Regions from separate parts of the Anser cygnoides genome. Here region 1 is linked to region 2. The links are chromatin contacts, called in public Hi-C maps. All regions are on one chromosome and are shown on one strand. The core of a region is the stretch at or near the end of the contact, and the rest is flanking DNA. Distances in the headings are between cores, read along the strand shown.

What was found. A called contact is a pair of places that touch in the nucleus more often than the background predicts.
Region 1: a contact with region 2 is called in a Hi-C map of liver, with 2.0 times the contacts expected there. The contact joins the promoter of PDPR here to the promoter of VAC14 in region 2. A contact is called at or near these places in 2 of 7 Hi-C or Micro-C datasets (granulosa cells and liver).

The regions. Positions count from the first base shown.
Region 1 is chr12:13,280,171-13,287,666 of Taihu_goose_T2T_genome, reverse strand. It overlaps PDPR (pyruvate dehydrogenase phosphatase regulatory subunit), which reads left to right and starts at 2,535. Exons shown (of 17, transcript XM_067004207.1): 1 at 2,535-2,820; 2 at 5,666-5,799; 3 at 6,739-6,820; 4 at 6,909-7,072. The coding sequence starts at 2,594. It overlaps GLG1 (golgi glycoprotein 1), which reads left to right. Exons shown (of 26, transcript XM_067004647.1): 26 at 1-1,493.
Region 2 is chr12:13,125,595-13,132,180 of Taihu_goose_T2T_genome, reverse strand. It overlaps VAC14 (VAC14 component of PIKFYVE complex), which reads right to left and starts at 2,916. Exons shown (of 19, transcript XM_067004264.1): 1 at 2,767-2,916; 2 at 1-112. The coding sequence starts at 2,870. It overlaps HYDIN (HYDIN axonemal central pair apparatus protein), which reads right to left. Exons shown (of 85, transcript XM_067004278.1): 81 at 6,079-6,242; 82 at 5,669-5,819; 83 at 5,032-5,262; 84 at 4,087-4,311; 85 at 3,166-3,738. The coding sequence ends at 3,250. It overlaps TRNAG-GCC (transfer RNA glycine (anticodon GCC)), which reads left to right and starts at 1,397; the gene lies at 1,397-1,467.

The sequences.
Region 1 (7,496 bases), core at 1,286-3,785, 160 kb before region 2:
GTGAGTCTCTTCTCCTTGCCACCACAAAGCCTCCTGGTTGAGATGAGAGCTGCTGCTAGGGGCAGTTTTCTTCCTGATGTGAGGGCTCAGCTGTGTTTCTGAGCGGTAGCATGTGTTTAGATGACATGGGTAAGGAGGGCTGTGCACAACATGCACCTCGTTACTGCGCTCCAGCTAGCCGGTTAGTGTGCATTCTCGTTGACCTTAAGAAATAATTGTATTTATTGTTTATCCAGTGGGTCTAATCAAGTCCTTTTGCTTCGTTTCAACGTTGGATTCTCCTGCCTTGCTTCTGTCATTCAGGCTGTTGTAGTAACTGATGTGGGTAGGAACAAAATTCCTGGCACTTCAAGTAACCTCAGCTGTGTCTGCCTCACTGAAGAGGGTTGAAAAAGCCCTGATGGAGCTCAAATAATCCCGTAATAAAATGTAAGCATTTCACCCAGAATCTGGCATGTAAAGATCCATGCAAATACAGTCAAGCTCGCTCTGAAAGAATCCACAGTAAGCGCATCGTATGAGAATAAGGGAGAGGACCGAAGGACGCAGCAGTACGCGAGTCTCCGAGTACAGGAACTTTTCGTGGGTGGGTACCGTGGTGAAGCGATGTGATAAGCCAGAGATCACTTGAATCTGATAACGTTGTAGAGGAAGTGTGTTCAAGTTGGATGGTGACTTCTGTTAAAACACAACTTTATTATTTAGTTGAAAGAAGATTGTAGTAGTTTTTGTTTTTTTTTTTTAACTTTGTCAGCTTTGTTTAAAAAAGGTAGTTTTGAGGTGTGTGTGTGCGAGTGCATGAGTGTGGTATGGAATCAGAACATTTCATCTAGCACTTCTGCCCCTATTAAAATACCATTCTGTGGACTCAAAACAGCTTTAGTGGTGGTTTGTATGAAAACACACTACTGAGCACGGGCTTTCGAACCTTAAAAGCAGCTCCCAGGTACTGGTCTTTGTGCAGTCTTTCCCCTTGGAGGCCAAAACTGCTCACCTCCGCTCGTGAGTTACTGTGTGAGGGCATACTCTGATAGAGGGGACCCAGTTCTCACACAAAAACAAGAATTAGATTGGTACAGCTGTTTCTATCCTATACTGTTAGGATTCTGCTTCATATCCACCGAACGGTTCCTGAATGCTACCTGCAGACTTGCCTATGTGGGACGGAATAATAATAATATATTGCCACATCCTGGTGAGAAGCAGATTGCTGTTCTCTCTTTCCAGAACATCTGAATTTAATATTGTAGCTGATCAAGAGCAAAAGATCTATTCCTGGGTGGATCGTTACACCCAGAAATCCCGCCACATTCCCCCCCCGGCCCCCAGTATATTTACTAAATAGAAGTGCTTGTGTAGCTGTCAGCTTGGAAAATACTAAAAATAGAGGAAAAGGGAAAGGTGTGACTTTCGCCCGTAGATTATGCTTTGACACTTGTGCTGAATGGATGTGATCAGAAACTGTGACTAATGTTTGTGTTGGACTGGAAAAAGTACCAGAGAAATTAGAGGTGTTTGTAGGGGAGGGTAAGAGGGGGATCACGCAGGCGCACGTAGTGAGCTCCGGTTAGTGTGTAGGGATGATACTGCAAGCCTCCCCGAATAGTGTACAAAACAGACCCAATGAATTCATATTGTACAGCAAAAGCTGTTTGAACTTAGGTTTTCGGTTTTTTTTCTTTAAATGTGACATTAACAAGACTTTTTTTTGTAAATTGTTTTCCTTTCTGTGTATAAAATCCTGGCCGTTCCTTGTTTTTTTACATGTTCATGCTGTGTAATTTTGAGATGTTACTGAGATTCTGAACATAATGTGCATTTTTTCTGTACAGATGAAATGGGAGAATTTAATAAAAAGAGTCTGCAGGTTTTTACTTGTTGTGTTCACATTTTTTTGAGTCGTCGCTTCTGGGTCACGTTATATGGGAACTAAACACGTTCATTGAGCTCACTGGGAAAAGCCTCCGTGCACCTTTGGGTGCCTGCGGGGGAGCCCCAGGAGCACCCCATTAGTGGTGGAAAAACCCAAACATCAGCCTGCACCCCGTTTTCATGTCCTAATTTCCCCTTGGGGTGGGATGCTGTGAGGGCACCTATTTCTTGAGGGGAGAAGGGGCGAACCCCTCAGGCTGTGAGGTGGAACTGAGAGAAAAAATCGCCGTTTTCCACAATGTTTGTAGAACAGTTCAGGAAATAGCGAGCGGTGGTCCCCTTCACGCACCCGTTGGGGGCACTCCTGAGGTAAAATTCCTGTCGGGGCCTCGCGGGGAGGGGGCGGGGGCGGGGGCGGGAGGAGAGGGGGCGGAGCCATTGCCGGGGGGCGGGGTTATGCGCTAGGGGGCGGAGCCATGCCGCTAGGGGGCGGGGCTCAGAGGGGAGTAGCTCCGCCCCCTGCGCCCCGCGCCGGGCCGTGCCGCACGGCGCAGGACGACTGTCGCGCCGCGTCCCGCCTGCCGTAAAGCGCGGCGGCCGCCTGCCGTAAAGCGCGGAAGGTCAGCGGGGCCTCCGCCGCCCGGTGCGGGGCCGTGAGGGGCCGCCGGGCCCGGTGCTGCCCCCCCCCCCCCCCCCCTCCCCCCGGCCGAGGGCCGCCGCCATGTTCCTGCGGCTGCTGTCCGACGTGCGGTGGCGCCCGGCCGCCCCCCGGTGGAGCGGGGCCGCCCGCTGCCCGCGGAGCACCTCAGCGGCCGCCGAGCCGCCGCCGGCCCCGCTGCCGGGCCAGGCGCGGGTGGTGGTGTGCGGCGGCGGCGTGGTGGGCGCCTCGGTGGCCTACCACCTCGCCAGGCTGGGCTGGAGGGACGTGGTGCTGCTGGAGCAGGGCAGGTAGGGGCTGCGGGCGGCGGCGCCGGCTGGAGCGGGGCGTTTCTGTAGGCGTTTCTGCCATTCCTGCCGTTTCTGTAGGCACTTAGGCCGTTTCTGCTATTTCTGCCTCTGCTGAGTGCTGCAGCCGTGGGGTAGGTTTGTGCTGACCATCGCTTACGGGGCTCGGTGCTTCTTCACGGCACAGGGCAGGCCTGCAGGGCCATGGGTGGCCCTACGCTGCTACGGGTAAAATAGATAAGCATAGGGGAAATAAATTGGGTTTGTTGATAATCAAAATATATCTGCGTAGTCAGAAGCAGAAATGTTAAAAGAACAACTTTCTTTTTCCCCTGTCCTGTCCTCAGCTTTGTTGCTGCCCTACACGGCCTTCTGTCTCCTCCTCTACCCCTGAGAGATGCGCATCTGAGGGGGGGGGCGAGGGGTTCACGGTGGCTTCTCCCTCTCCTGCTTTTGTCCTGGTCCCCTGTGGGCTCTGCCCTGGGCTGCATCCTTCAGAGAAACGCTGTCCAGGGGCTGCGGTTCCTCTGGAGGTATCCGTCTGCTCTGGTGCGGGGCCTTCCTCGGGCAGCAGGGAATGCCTGCACCATCACCTGGGCCTCCTCCTCCTCCACCTTCTCCTCCTCTGTCCTTGGGGTTTCTCTGTCTCTTCCTTGTTTTTTTTTCTTTTCGCTCCTCCTCCTCCATCCCGCTGGTGTTTGTTGCCCGTCAGTCTGCCTTCCTAGAGGTGCTGCTGAGGGCCCAGCTGTGCCCTGCTGGGGGTGTGTTTGGGAGCTGCCTGGAAGTGGCAGTGTTTGGAATGGGACAGCCCCGACCCCTTCTCACAGGGGCCGCCCCTGCTGGCCTCTGCTACCAAAACCCGGTGTTTTGGGGTGTTTTGGTAATGCGCGCTGCGAAGACAAAGCCTCCATCCCCGCCTCCGTGTGAGACAAGAGGTCACAAACTAAGGATCTGAAATCTGAGCGTTCTTGTTTCTCACGCTGAGCTTGTGCTCAGCCACAATTACAGTGCAGCTAAGTTCTCAGCTGACTCCTAGGCGGAGAAGCAGAGGATATTTTCTTCACCTGAACTTCTCTGCGGACTCCCAGCCACGAATGTTTGGAGGTACTTGCATGTAGGCGTGGGAAACAGTGGAGTCAGCGAAGGTGCTTGTGGTTTTTTGTGCCCCTGGATGCGTATTTGAAGGTTTCGATTTACCTCCCGCCCATCCGTGCAGATCTGAGCTCCAGAGGTCAGGACAGCTGCCGGTACGGGTGGCCCAAGAGGTCTGGCTAAGCCAGCAGCTCCAGCCACGTCTGTCAGTGCTTTACTCGCAGGTAATCGCGTGAAACGCAGCGTGGCTTGGAGAGACGGGCCGTTTTAACAGACCTAAAGGTCTGCACAGGTCACCCAGCCCCTGCTGCTCCTCTCTGCTAGCGGGATGGGACACGTGTGAAGTGTCACAGTGGAGCTCAGCTGCAGGAAATGGGGAGGTTATGTGCAGTCATGGCCAGACCCCCCCCTGTAGGCTGCTTCAAGGCTTGGGCTGCCTGCTTGGTCTGCTGCAGGGCTCCGTGCCCGTGAAGCAGCCAGCTCTGGTGGGGTTTGGCCGAGCACAAGCTAGAAGAAGGCTTTGTGCGCTCCTCGGTGAGTTGGATGCGAAGCCTGTGGCAGAGCACGTAGGTCTTGTTGGAAGCTGACTGCCCAGCCCGTGCCTGTTGTCTGGGTTCTTGGTTTGGAAGTGAATTCTCGGTGCTTTCATTAAGCATTTTGGGGCCTAGGGCACGATGCAGAGCTGAGACCTTTGGGGCTGGAAGCTCAGAGCTTCCCCCGGTGCCGCTGTCAGGAGCAAGGAGCTCCGGCTGCTTGGCTTCGCCTGGCTGGGAAGCGTCAGGCTCTCGGCAGCTGCCAGGAGAGGGAATTCTCCCTCTGAGGTCTCTGAGCTCAGTCCACGCGTGTTCCCAAGTGAAAAGAGCACTGCGTTACCAGGAGCGGTTTAAAATTATGGTGAGCCCGGGTAAAGCCGCGCTGCAGCTGTTTTGGCTGTGACCGGGTAGGGGCGTAGCAAAGCGAACGCCTTACGCAGCTGATTCTCGTGTTGGGTTTCGTGAGGGTGCGTTGTGAGGCCAAAAGTCAGCGCGTGGAAGGCTCGCACGGGCCGGCGGAGCAGCGCGGGGTGGCTTTAGCAGCAGGGAAGGTGGCTACAAGTGGTGCGGAAGTAGCGGGAGAGAAATGCTTAAATGTGACTGTGCTGCAGAGCTTTTTATAGGTCTCGCCATGGAAGCCCTTCCCCAGGTAGCTGGGTGGGCAGTGCCTGAAGGGCAAAGCGATAAGTGCGTCTGTGTAATTGCTGCACGCTCAGAGGGGCTTGGTGCAAACTGCAAAGATGCGAGGCTCAAAGAAATCCAAGTTAATTTTGCACTGAGGGAAGCCCGCCTTTGGAGAAAGAAGGGATCGGGTAGGCAGGTTGGCTTGACCATAAGCTAACTTTTTAAGCGCTTTCTTTGAAAGATGCAAGCGTTTAGGACAAGTTAGAGAGAAGTGGGTTTGAAACAGAACGTGCTTCCAAAAGCGAGGTAAGGCAAAAGCGCTCCTGAGGTTGTGTTATCCCTGCGTCAGCCACCGTACGGCTTTGGGGTTTCTCACGTGCAGCGGCCTTCTCCTGAGGGGCAGAACTGATTTTCAAGTTGACTGTGGTGGTATTTAGCTTGCCAGGTTGACAAAGGGAGCAGTCGTGGTCTGGTGGGCGCGGGGGGCAGCGGGTGGGCGTTCGGTGCTGTCGGAAACCAGCAGGGGCAGCCTGCTGCGGAGCTGGGCTTGCTTCCCTGCCCGTCAGCCGGCTGAGGCCTTCTTTAAACTTCTCTTGCAGGCTGGCTGCTGGTACCACCCGCTTCTGTGCCGGCATCGTGAGCACGGCCAGGCACGTGTCCATCGAGCTGAAGATGGCAGACTACTCCAACAAGCTGTACCAGCAGCTGGAGCAAGAGACGGGCGTACAGACAGGTACTGAGGGGTGAGCACTGCGTAACCCTTGGGAGGTCGGATCGAAGTGCTGGCCCTCAAGTAGGTGTCTTAAGTGCTGCTGGTTCCTGCTCAAAAAAATGATGTATTTGGGCCGAATCAGATGCAAAGGAACATCACTGATCTGACTGGAAGAGGGGGAGGAAGGGTATCAGGTGCTCAAACTGGAGGCAGCCTGCCTGCAAACTGCCGTCTGTAGCTTGGACAAACGTAGGTGATTTTTTTTCACAAGGACACTAAAAAGAGATGAGAGCGAGTGACCCATATTCTGCACTGTTTCACTTCTCAAAAATACAAAAAGCTTAACAGAAGCTCTAAAGCCCAGGCAAAGCAAGATATTTTACTCTAGTCTCACCCTGGAAATATTGAAGGAAATACGTTGAAATTCTAACTCTTCCTCCAAAATGCTCAGGCACGCACCTGGGATGAAAAACTTGAGCACTGAAAGTTTGCTGCTGGCAAAGACTTGTGATACACGTCAAACTCAACATGGATTATTAAATGTGCCTGTAATTAAGGTTACTATTAAACTATTACAGGTGGTGGAGTCACAAAATGTCTGCTTTTAGTTGTTGAGGTTTTATTTTTCTATGTATTCGACCACATTTTCACCTTTTTGCCAGTAACCTCTCCTCTCGTTTAACAGGTACCGTATGTGGACTTTCTTTTATAAGCATGAATAAATGCAGTGCAAAGGAGAATTAGAGCCCAAGTCAAAACTGAAGTGCTTTTTGGAAAAGTTGACTAATGCAGTTCTTGATTGCTAACTGATAAATATCTAAAGTTACGTGGGGATCTGGGGTTTCCTGGCTCTTGAGTAGTGGAAGCACCGGGTCTGCGATTAATTAAAGCAATGGGTCTGAAATTAAAAGGAATTCAAGATCCTGTCCAAATCTGACTTGACTTTGGTGATTGTCATAGGGTACATGAAGACAGGCTCTATTTCACTGGCTCAGACTCAGGACCGCCTAATCTCTCTGAAACGCATTGCTTCATCGCTGAAGTACGTATAAGCAGGAAATAAAACTGATTTTAAGTTTGCATCAACTCTCCTGCAACACTAACGACGTTTTCCTTGTGTTCTGTGGCAGTGTAATGGGGATCCCGTGTGAAATTATCACCCCGAAGCAAGTGGCGCAGCTTCACCCGCTTATCAACATCCACGACCTTGTGGGGGCCATGTACGTGCCGGAAGATGCACTCGTGTCCTCTGCCAACGTGAGTCTGGCTCTGGCGACTGCTGCCTCACGGAATGGTACGAGCTTTTCCTCTGGTGGTGCTCTCCTGCCTGCTAGTTACCTTCTTCCCATTAGAGAAAGTGCTTGCGTCTGTTCTGGGATCTTAGCTAAGCACTGAAGGTCAAAAGTTGGTTGTTTCTGTGGGGTTCATATTCCTTGAAATCCCTTTCTTCTCAATAGCCAGGCTGAGTTTTTTTCACATACTGATTTTTTTTTCACATACTAAATCTTCAGAGAACTCGTGATGGATCAAGCACCAGTTTGTTGTACTTGCTAGTTACGTATTTCTCTGAATAAGCACACACTGTTTTATCATAAATACAGTCCTTCATAGGACCTGGCTCAAAATCACACATCAAAAGAGTTTTAATTATCGGAAATGAAAAGATCTGCCTGACTCCTTGCGTCATATTTCGTTGGACATACATGCTTTGGAAGTGA
Region 2 (6,586 bases), core at 1,667-4,166:
CCCCCCTTTCCGGCTGTGGGGGTGCTGGGAGAGCGCGAACTCCTGCGACAGGATCTGGATGACGTGCTTGATCTGAGACGTGTTGTTCTGAGCCACGAACTCGCGCACCAGCCTGGGGGGAGAAGAGGACAGCAGGAAGATTTAGATTTTGCCTGATGTAAACGCCTGGGGGCTCAGCTTCCCGTGGCCAGCAGAAACGGGGATGTGGAGCTGTGGGTACAGCACTCGAAGAAGAGGTAGCAAAAAGGGGAAGGTTTGGAAAGAGCACAAGTGAAACCCCCTCTGGCCGCGCAGAGCTCTTCCTGCTCATGCTCACCAGCAGCTCGCTGCCCTCCTGCTGCCCTCAGCCCCCCGGGCACCCCGTACCCACGCCTGCAGCCTTGTTTGCAGCTCACGGCCCAGCAACCAGAGCCCAGAGCCAGCTCAGGATCAGCTCTCAAGGGCCCCTCACCAGGGCTGCGTGCTCACAGCAGCACTTTCAAAGGGCTGGATGCCAGACCAGGCTGGGAGGAGGATTTCTTCCATCCCCAAGGGACTGAGAGGCCAGAGAAGAAGCCACCAGGTCCCCTGCTCCGTACGGGGCCGTGCCTCAGGCCGATGCTGCTGCCATAGATCCATCGTGCATCCAGGGGGCTCGGACCCACGGTGTCCATGCTGACAGTCACGCTGCCCTGGCTTGCCAGGCCACCCGGCCCTGAAAGGCAGAGCTGACAGGGACAGAGCCGGGGGCTACTGAGAGTGGGGCATGCACAAGCGGCGAGGCCAATGTCCCAGACAAAGAATTCGTTTCAACAAGCTGCCTGCAGCATCAGGACCTTCCATCGCAGGCCAAAGCAGGTCCCACCCCACCTTCCCCTCTCAGCAGTCCCCCCGAGGGGGCCATGACGAGGCAGTGCTCGCACTGAGGGCTGTTGGTTTACGGGGACAACGCTCCTAAAGCCCAAGCACCTCGTGAGGGGCAGTGGGGGCCGGCAAGCTCCACGTCACTGCCACAAACCCAAGAGCCATTTGAGGAAGTGGCAAGGACGTTGTTCAACCAGGACACGCGCTGTCCCACAGGATATAAGGGTCATTTGCCCCCGACACGGCACGAGACGATGGCACAGCACGCTGACGGCTCAGCGGAGAATTATTTCCCACCAGATGTGTGCCCAGCGTGGAGATTTGGGACCTTCCCCGCCACCCGTTGCTTCAGCGGACGTTCCTCTTGGATTTTTTAACAAAACGCGCTGCACAACTACAGACAAGCAGACGGGGCCTCCCCATGAAATACCTGCCTCTCCCTGGAGCTGCTTACCGCACCAGCTTTCAGTGGGGGGCTCAGTGACCCCCGCACCTGGGGGCTGCTCCCACCGAACCCTCAGGGCGCGGGCGCGAGGCAGCTGCACGCAGCTGGGCATTGGTGGTTCAGTGGTAGAATTCTCGCCTGCCACGCGGGAGGCCCGGGTTCGATTCCCGGCCAATGCAGCCCCAAAACTTTTCCCTTTTTATTCCCTTTGATTTCTGCACACGGAGCGGGCCCACGGGCCTCAGCATCTCAGCCTAAGTAAGGATCCCTATTTTAATCTTTGATGGAGGTACAAAGATTTCCAATGCCAAACTTCATATATATATATATATATTTTTTTTTTCCTGCTGTACTAGATTTGGGAAATTCTGACGCTCAGGATTTTGCCCAGACACCCCTCATGTTTTAATCCTGGGGAGCCAGACAGGGGCCGAGGGGCTGGGAAATCTCACGCTGCCCCCTTCTAGTCAAGTGCCACTGCCCAACTATCCGCTTTGTAACACAGAAAATCATTCTAGAAGATATTTATGACCTCTTTTTCCCCCAAATGATTATTACCAGTGCTCTTCTCGCCCTGCTGTGAGCAAAGCAGCTGTCCTCCTCCTCCTTCAGCGTCATCACGAAGCCCCTTGCTCTGCTCCACTCAGGAGCTGAGTTTTTCAGCAGTGGCAGACAAGCCCCTCTCCAAACCCGCTGATTCCAGGCGAATGGCTCCGACTCCGGTCTGAGCCCAGCCGCAGGCTCCATCCAGCAGGAGGAACGCGCACCGAGCCCCAGCAGCACGGAGGCAGCCCCTTACCGCCGGGATTCAGGGAGCGCGGCGGGGTTCTTGTTTGGGGAGCGCCAGCTTTATGCCCCTCGGGGTTTAACGGGCTCGGGGCTGTGGGAGGCACCCAACGGGCAATGCACAGGGCCAGGGAGCAGGAGCTACTTTTATGGGGCACGGGGCTGGGAGGCACCCGACCAGTGTGCTGAGTCCATCCTTGCACGGTGCTGCTCCACCGCAGGTCTGGGCTGACCTAAACCCAGGCACCCCCACAAAGGGGCTGCCCCTTGGCTTCCTCCCCCTGGCACCCTTCCCTCGTTGGGCGCTCAGCCCCATCAGCAGGTCCCCAGTCGGATCTGGGGTGGCACAAAGCAATCGGGAAACCGCGGCCCCGGGGCAGGACGAGCGGGGGCAGAGCTGCCCCTCCCGGCCGAGGGGGGCCGACCTGCGTGTCCGCCACGACCCCCGCTGGGACACGACCCCCGGGGGAGGCAGAGGACGAGGAGCAGAGAAAGGGGCCGGGTCCGCCCCGCACAAACCCACCTCCCACCCCAAATCCCCCCGGGCCCAGCCCCGGGACCCCAGCCCCCGGGGACAGCGCGGGGCAGCCGGGACCCGCCGCGCCCGGAGGGGTCCGGGGGGGGGGTCCCCGTGTCCCCGGGGGGGTCTCCCGGTGCCTCCCCCCCCCGTCCCCCCCCCCCCCGCCGCTCACTTCTCGATCTCCAGCGCCGCCACCTTCCTCTTCTCGTACAGCTTGTCGTTCAGCGCCCGCACCACGCTGGGCGCCAGCGGCGCCAGGTCCCGCTCCGCGTTCATGGCACCGGCACCACCGGCGGCCTCCCCCCTCCCTCCCTCCCCCCCCCGAACCCTCCGCACCCCCTCACGTGACCCCCACCAACCCTCACGTGACCCTCAGCACCCCTCACGTGGCCCCCATCCCTCCTCAGGACCCCCCCTGGCGGCCGGAGGACCAACCCCCCCCCCAGCCTCCACCCAGCCTCCACCATCCCCCGGCCTCCATCTCCATCCTCGCTCCATGCCTCGCCCTCTTTATTCCAAACCATTACAGAGAACACCCCCATAACCCCCCCGCAAGCCCCCCAAAGCCCCCCCCAATTTGCCGTGACCCCCCGTTAGCTGTGGTGCCGCCCACAATCAGCTCCATCCCCATGGAGGACCCCATGGAGGCCCCCGGTCACTTGTCCGCGGGGAGGCCCCGCAGGTAGTACACCCAGGAGACCCCCGGCCCCACGCCGGCCGCCCGGGGGCAGGAGACCACCAGGCGGCTGGTGACGGGGGTCCTGCCGCCGCCCGGGCTGCCCTCGAAGGAGACGGCCATGAAGATGGTCTTCTTGGGGCGCAAGGTCCCGGTGGCCCGGACGGCGAAGGCCGGGTTCTCCACGCTGTAGGTGAAGGCCGTGGGCTGGAGGAAGACGTTCTTGAAGGGGATGGAGGTGCTGCCGCCGGCCTTGATGGGGAAGGGGCCCTGCGGCTTGGGCGGCAGGGCCAGGCCGAAGAGCGGGATGCTGTACTCGCCCCCCGGCGGGCCCGAGAGCTGCAGGGTGGCCCGGGACTCGCCCAGCTGGCAGGGCTCGTAGGTCACCTCCACGCACACCTCCGAGCCCCCCGCGCAGGCTGGGGGCATGCTGATGGTTTTCTCCGTCTGGAAGTCGGGGCAGTCGGTCTGTGCGGGGGGCAGAAGAGACGGGGAGGGGGTCACAAAAGCAGAGCTTGGGGGATGAGAATATAAAGAGCAGGGAACAAACAAATCAAGGTTCCCGACTGCATCACGCTTTCCCTTTCCTGCCCCTGACTTCCCAGTTCCCTCACCGTGTCCCTGCTGACCACCCATAGGGTCTGCCCAAACGTGCCCCAAAGGGACAACCCTACAGCCAAGCCCTGGGGGACCAAAATCCCTGGCTCCAGCAGCGAAGTGGGAGTCCAGGCACTGTGGGACCCTAAAGGGCAGCAGGGGAGGTCTGCAAGGAGACCGGCTGGGCTCCCTCCCTCCCCCAGAGCGTGCTGGGCTCACCTGGAGGACGTAGTCTGTCTTCTGACGGCTGTAGTTCATGACTTTGGCGGTGAGGGTCTGGTTAGAGCCCAGCGTGGTGCAGAAGTAGAGTGGCTTCTCCGGCTTGCTGGGGGTGGCTTTCAGGCTCAGCTCGTAGTGGCACGAGCCCAAGTCGCTGCTGTGGAGCATCAGGCGCCCGGTGCTCTCGCCCACCTTCAGGGGCCGGTACTCGAAAACAAGATCAGCCTGGGAGGGACAAAGGGAAAAGCCACGGGCTCAGGCAGAGGACGGGGGAAAGCAGCCCTGGGTGTGCTCAGGCCGTGCTGGGAGGCAGTGCAGGCGGCTCCCAAGGGGCACAACTAACAGCCGGCCCCTCACCGTGGCTCCTGCTTTAGCAGGCTCTAGCAGCCATGCCCCTGCTGTGCTCACACACCACGTCCCTATTGCAGCACACTGCCAAATTCGAGTTAGGGAGGACAGGCTGGCATGCACAGCGACCTGCAGGGCTGCCCCAGCAGCTTTCTTGGGAAACCAGCCCGAAACCCCCACCTCCATACATCCACACTCGTGTTTCAGTGCTATTAGAGCAGTATTTTTGTCTTTTTCAGTGTTTCCAGCAGTTCTCAGGACAGCTGGGCGGCCTGACCCAGCCCATCCATCGAGCACAGTGCTCGTGAGGACACAGGAGACCCCAGTGGCCCTGCATGGGGCCTGGCCCCAAGAAGAGCGATCAGGGGGGGGCACAGGGCAGTCACACTCTCAGGATGGCCTGAGGGACACCGACTTCTGGTTTTGCACATCACGAGGGGTGCAAAGAGCATCAGTGCAGGGCAATTCCCACCAGAGACACTCTCACATGCTTCTGTCCCTTCAGATTAGCGGTGGGAGCTGCCACCCTCGGAGAGCAGCCCCCTGTTTCTCTCCCAGAAGGGCTGCGGGGAGCAGCTGGGTGGGGTGGGCACCAACCTCTGCCTGGGCAGGCACAGTGAAGTGCGGGGGGACGCTGACGTCAGGCACTTTGCAGTCGACGTCGAACACCACTGGGACGGCCAGCGGGTTGTCCACCCTGACGGCAGAAGACACGCTCTGCCGCACAGCGGCGCTCACTTCAACGGTGCCGACGGGTCCTGGTGCCGTGGCCTTGAAAGTGATCATGTAAAACAAGTACTCCTCGGTCGCCTCGTTGAGGAAGGTCACCTGGATTGGAGAAAAAAAGGGAAGTGCTGGTTGTTTTGCAGATAACCCCCCCCCAGCTGTGCTAGGCCGGCCTGCAGAGCCCTGCAGCTCAGCACCCTGCCTCCACAACAGCCACAGCAGCCACCTAGGAGGAGCGCAAGGCATTTCCACTTTGTGTTCTCCAACTGCTTCCCCCTCACCAATGCCCTGACCCACCAGTGCTACACAGCCCTCAAGGGGACCCGCACTGAGAGCGACAGTGCAAGGTGGAGGTGCCTGCTGTTCGGTGGCCACCCAGGACCTACAGCCCCACGTTTGGCACTTGGAGGTGTGAAAACAGGCACGGGGCTTCTCAGGGAGCAAAAAGCCCCTTGAAAGACCCCAAGGAGACCCTCGAAGGACTCTGCAGCCTGGTGTCCGCGTTTACCATTGTGTTAAAGACGCCCTCCTTGTAGGAGAGGAAGGTGAGCTTGTAGTCCTTCTTGTCGGAGCCAGGCACGTCAATGTACTCCAGCCCACGCAGCACGGAACCACTCTCCAGGTTCTCTGGTTTGAGTATGTCTGTCACCACGAGGAACCTGGGGGTGAGGAGGAGGCGAGGAAGGTCAGCAGGAAGGACTCCCGTAGGATATGGGGGGAATGCCACAGCCCCTCTCCTCCTCCCTGCACCAAGCAGAGGGAGCCAGCACCCCAGAAGAGCCCCCCAGGATGGGTCTGAACACGGCACTGTGACCCCAGGCACCCATGGCCACAAGTGGCCAAGGAGAAGCTTGCTGGAAGGAGCTCCCAGGCGCTGCAGGGACTGCTGATGGGAGGAGGCTTCGGGGCACGACTCACCTCTGCGGTCTGCTCAGCCAGTTGGAGACGGGGATGAGCTCGGTGTAGGAGGTCCTGCACGGTACCTCCCGAACAATGGTCCCCGAACACTTCGGGCCCTCAGCAGTCCCCTGCAGGAGGTAGTGCAAACCTGTCCCGTCTGGCAAGGGGAAGAAGATGGAGCCCTAGAAGTAAAGAATGGGATGGGGTGAGCTCTCCTGCCTTCTGGCCAGAACAGCTACTGGCTCTCAAGCACCCCCAGACCGTTGCAGGTCCCTGTGACTCAAGTAGCACCGAGTGATGCAGGCAGTGGAGCTGTGACCACAGCCCAGTGGCCGGTGCAGGTGGAGGTGGTGTCACTGTCCCCACTCAGGCTGGCACAACGACAGGGCATTGCTAAGCTTGACTACCCCGCTGACAGTGTTGGGATTAGCCCCAAAATTATTGCCAAGAGCCCATGCGCTAGCACGGCAGGGTCCCACCAGCCAGAGTGGGCTCACACACAGCACTCCTCTCGGGTGCCACCAGG